Regions from separate parts of the Zea mays genome. Here region 1 is linked to region 2. A link is a contact called in public Hi-C data. All regions are on one chromosome and are shown on one strand. Each heading gives the region's core, a stretch centred on a gene start, on an enhancer-like site or on the middle of the called end of the contact. The rest is flanking DNA. Distances are from core to core; before and after follow the strand shown.

Evidence for each region. Hi-C and Micro-C count contacts between places; a contact is called where the count stands out from the background.
Region 1: a Hi-C map of ear shows a contact between it and region 2, with 4 times the contacts expected there. The contact joins the promoter of LOC100384299 here to the promoter of LOC100383196 in region 2. A contact is called at or near these places in 4 of 25 Hi-C or Micro-C datasets (bundle sheath, ear, leaf and 1 more).

Annotation. Positions count from the first base shown.
Region 1 is chr10:14,455,254-14,457,953 of Zm-B73-REFERENCE-NAM-5.0, reverse strand. LOC100384299 reads left to right here and starts at 1,442. Exons shown (of 3, transcript XR_559901.4): 1 at 1,442-1,764.
Region 2 is chr10:13,672,682-13,675,381 of Zm-B73-REFERENCE-NAM-5.0, reverse strand. LOC100383196 reads right to left here and starts at 1,383. Exons shown (of 14, transcript NM_001175858.1): 1 at 1,084-1,383; 2 at 807-955; 3 at 1-85. The coding sequence starts at 1,114.

The DNA of each region.
Region 1 (2,700 bases), core at 193-2,692, 780 kb before region 2:
CGGGCGATTCGCGAGATTCGTGGTGCTTGAGGTGCGGGCGGGCGTGCGGGTGGGATTCGCCGCGGGGGAGGCGCGGGATTCGCGGTGCTTGAAGCGCGACATCGCTGTGCTTGAAGCGCAGCGGGCGATGGCTGGTTTCGTGAGGGCGTGCGGGTGATGGCTGGTTTCGCGGCGGGGGAGGCGGAGCGGCGGGTGGAATTCGTAGGCGGGGGCAGTCTACACTGCCCCCTTAATAGTTAGTACAGATATGGTGGACTGGTCTAAAGCACACAAAAAAGCACTGTCCAAGCAAGGTTCCGTTCGAAATAATTTTGGATCGGACCGACCCAAAATTATGCATCAGGTTGTGCTTAGACCGAGGTCACGGTCTACGGGCGGGCACGAGCACGATCCGTTTACAGAGACACAAAATAGCCCATATACAGACACGAAGAGACCCATATTCATTTGGTCATCCGTGTCTGATCATGGAAATTATGAGCTCTAATTTGGCTAGCAGCATACTTAGGGCCCGTTTGGCACAGCTCCAGCTCCTGATTCTAAGCGAGGATCTGGAGGAGCCGTGCCAAACGGGTATTTTTTTAAACTGATTCTCGTGTGGAGCCAAAAGATTGGGAGTCGTTTTTGTGAAGAAAGGTGGGATCTAAAAAAACCTGCTCCACCCTCCCTTAAAACAGCTCCTCAACCAACCAAATATGGACCTCCCCTTAAAGTTTGATCGAAATTACCCGCAATTGCTATTGGACAAAAACATAACGAGCCAATTTATGGACTAAACATTTGAGACCATTTTATGCACTACTATGATAAAAATATTTTATATGTTATTTTTTCATGATTTTTTTTCTGTATATGCATCCTACTTATTGGTTTGTAACAAAGTTGAACTGCAAAGGGTAAAGTAGACAAAAATCAGTTTACTTGCCAAACGGTTTTAAAAATGATTCTGATTCTCTAGGAGAATCAGGAGGATCAGCTTCTCACGAGAATCAGGATCTGGAGCTAAAGAAGCAGGAGCTGGAGCTTTGCCAAACGGGCCCTTAATCACGCAGATGAGGTGTTCACTCCCATTGGTTTCATGTTCTTTGTTTTTTTTTAAATTATACAACTTGAAATGTTAATATCTTTTAAATTATATATGTGTTTTGGTTTTCGGGCTTTATGATGAATTTCGAACTGAATTTCAGTTTTGATATGAATTTTGAGCTCTATATGATTTTTAGGCTAGAATTTGATATTGGATTTTTTTTTACAATTTCGAACCGCACAAAATAGATCTGGCACGTTTAACCATAACGTCCACGAATCGAGATCTAAACCCAAGGGCAGTCCCGATACGGCCCCTAATAATTAAGAACCAGCCCGATCTGAAATTCAATCATACTAGACCTTTTCAGGCTTAGTCTGGATCGGGCAGCCCTTGGATTACGCGGTCAGGGCCCAATACCCGTAATTCGTTATCCGTAGGCCGACGAAGGCCGAAGGCCGAAGCCCAAACCCTTCGAAAACCCTTCTCCCGTCCTGCTCACTCCCGTCTCCGAGCGCCGCCGCCGCCAGCGCCGACACGCGATAAACAAGAGGAAGAAGAGGCCAACCGATCCAGCAGCGATGGCAGGCGGGGGCATGGTGGGGGGCGCTTTCTGGGCGACGCGGGCGCTGGAGGTGGTCAAGCGGAACGATTCCCCGGGCCTATTGTGGAAGCGCATCAAGCTCACCACCACCCGCAAGAACAACGCCAAGAAGCGCCTCAAGCGGCTCTGGCAGGTCGGCTACCATCCTTCTCTTTTACGTTCTGTGCAGCGTTATGGGGAGACCTCATGGGCTCCCTTTCTTTTTTGTCCCCGACCCATTCGTGGTTCTGGTTCATTTTGGTTCGATTGATGCTTCCTGAATCTTTGGCTTGTTTTCCCAACTAGTGATTATGGCGCGCCCTTACGCAAGTTGGCACCACAGATATAGTTTGTGAAAATGCACTAGTGATTATGGATATAACGACATAGCAAACAAAAAGCAGAGATATATTAATTTGCACGCTCCCATACGGACGTAGGGTCATTGCGATCACCTGTCAGAGTTGTTACATCGTGAAACGTAATTCGTTGGTTAATACAAAATAGCTCATCATTATGTTAACTTGTTTGCAACACAGGGGATCCCTTGGATCACAAACCAGTCTTAAGCAGTGGTGTTTCAAAGCGTCACCGCGGCGTTCAGGTGTACCTAGCTCGCCTTGGAAACAGTGGCGTTTAGGCCAACACTCGCCTGGACGCCTAGTCACCTTTTAAACACTGGTAGTAAGATACCATAATGTTATCATACAAGCAAATGAAGACCCTAATCTAGAACTGGAATAGCAAGTTAGTGTAGATGCTCTCGAGCTTGACGCTGCCGCCTATGAGCATGGCGATGATGCCAAGGAGGAAGTTGATGATGTCCTTGCCTGCCCCTGTGATGATCGAACCACCATCTGGACCTCTTTGGCGATGAGCAGTTGATGGTCAGGGTTGCCGATTGATGACACGAATGCTGGCGTGGCGGCTGTGTTGCCCATGTAGTGATGTGCGTGCGCCACAAGATCACATCACGTTATGATTGGAAGATTAGGTTTCTAGCTAGGATACGATTGGATCATTGCTTGCATCCTGCATCGGTTGACTGAGTTCGAATAAAAAAGGTTGATATGGACGGAGCAGGAAAGGC
Region 2 (2,700 bases), core at 134-2,633:
TCATGAGCTTGCAGGGTATCTTCCATGGCAGGTTGTAGAGGGGCGTGCCCTGATGCTCGGCAAGATGGTTTGTCGATGCCTCCACCTGAGAGCACAGCAGAAACAAGCAGAATCTTAGAAAGAGGAATCATTGCATACCACCCCATGTCAGTAAAAAAATTGCGGAGCTTTGGATAACATTAAAAAACCATAAAGGCGCTGATCCCTAATACCATTCGAGGCAGAGGCACTAAAGAAAGACCAAGCCTCTAGGGTCAAATGAAATGAAATGAAAAAACTTCATCTGAGCTCACTGAAGTGACCAGCAAAAGTAACCGACGACCTGGCAAACCTAGAGAGAGAAAAAATAGCCCAAATCAGAAGACCCTCCTTCCGGATGGGATTCCGAGGCACCGAATCGCCCATGGCACACAAATGCCGAACCCTCCACATCAGAAGAAGCAAAACCCCAGCGCAGGCTGCAGCACTGCAGCGGACATGCGAACGAACCCCGCAAAAGCCGCCAGACAATTCCCGTCAGAGTCCACGATTCCGCGCAAAGGCGCGGGGGCTTCACAGGAACCAGAACCACGAACCCCAAGCTGCGGACGACGAGGATTTGGAATCCGGGACCCCGTCGCGCTCGGATTAGATAAACCCCGCCCAAACCCCGGAATCCGCTGCGACCACGCGAAATCCGGGCGAAGATTCCGACGCGTGCGCACACGCGTATCCGGTATCCCAAAACCCCTTCTAAACACGCGGGGATGCAGCGGCAACATCAACGGGAACAACAAAGCCACCCTCCGTTTCAGCTGCTGCCTCACCTGCTCGATGTGGCCCTGCGGGAAGTAGTAGACCTTCTCCCCGAGTAGCGGCACGCTGGACAGCGGCCCCGCGCAGGCCTTCCACAGCTCCACGAACAGCGCGTCCTTCCCTCCGCCTCCGCCTCCGCCTCCGCATCCCGCGTCGGCGCCTGCACGCCCAGGCCCAGCCACATGAGGCAAGCAAAACCTCGTCACAAACAAACCCAAAACCCCCTCGGAGGGGAGGAGGCTCAACTCAAGCGCCGCAACCAGCAGCGAGCGACACAGACGCACTCACCGCCGCCGGCCGCCGCTGCAGCCGCCACCATCGGATCTCACATGCACTTGCCCGGAATCCGTCGCGACCTCCCTGCGCCGCGCACCTGGCACCCGGGCGATTTTTGCGGGGAAGGAGATGGGAAGGGAGGCAGGCGAGGGGATTTATGTAGCAGGCCGTCAAAAGCGACGTCAGTTTCCTGTGTCGCTCGCTTCTCTGCCCCTCCCACAGCGTGACTGCTGCCTGCGTGTGTGTGTGAGCATGGCTGCGAGAGAGAGAGAGAGAGCGGAGAGGGAGTGTGTCAGTTTCGGCCGCCTCGCGTTGCCCACCACGAGGCAGCGGTGAGCTCACCACCCATCTCGTTCCGGGCCCGGGAGCGTGGGTGGGCCTGTCTCTCCCCCGCGGGCAAGGGCCAAGGGGCGGGGTGAGAATATATTTTTACGATGGGTGCCTGCGTGCTTTTGGCAGCAGCGAGCGATGGCCGCCGCTCTAGTCTCCGCGCGTTGGTCCGGCGGTCAGAGGAGAGGAGGTGGGTTCGCAGTGGTGGTGAGCCCGAGGGAGACGTGGTTTGGAACCACTGCACGCTGTCAGCCGGCCATTGGTGCCAGCGACTGCCGAGGGCTGAGGATTCCATGCTAGTCCGACGGGGAGCTCTGTGCTGTGCTGCTTTGTAGTACTACATAGACTTGGTTTTGATCGGCTTGTTTCGGCATCGCTACTGTTGTTTTCTGGTGTGGGCTTTGTTGTACTAATAACCGCGTACTTTTGTGCGGGCTCGATATCGGACCAGTTTAACTCGGCTCGTTTAAGTTTGAGCTGTGAGCTAAGGAGCTGGTTCGGCTCAGCTTATTAAACTAACGAGTCTATATTAGTCTAGCTCTTATAAACTCGAGCTGACTCGTTTAGCTCGCGAGTCAGAGTAAAAAAAATAATATATATATATATATATATATATATATATATATATATATATATATATATATATAATCAATTTTTAGTTATTTTTAAACTAATTTAATAATAGAAAATAGTAATTATACTCATTGTTTCATAAACCACATCAATGTAACACTAAATTAATATAACACATCACTAATCAATTCACGATTCACATACATGTTCATCAAGTTAACCCACAGTTATATTCACATATATTAATTTAACAAATAGAAATAGTCCATCAATCATTAGTTTAACGCATAGGCCATAGACACCACACATACATATTCATCAATTATTACATAAATAATATGTATATAGTTTTGTTTTGCTCAAATGTGGTATTTCGTTTAGCTCGCAAGCTAGCTTGTTAATAAACCGAGTTGGGTTACTAATGGATCGAGCTAGGATGTCAGCTTAGCTCATGAAAAAATTCAAACGAGTCGATCCGAGTTGAGCCGAGTTTGCCACGAACCGAACGAGCCACGAGCATTTCATTCAGCCCTATAAACAAGGATATCGCTTATGGGAGGATGAGCTTTTGGATTTTCATTTGTATTGTTAGTGTATGACTCCAAAGTTGTGTGTTGTCAAATGCTATACACAAGTGACATTTATTTAGTGCTAATTATAATCGGCAACATACGTGCTTTCGCTTATTTAGGTGGCTTATTTAGGCGCGACTTATTCATCATATAA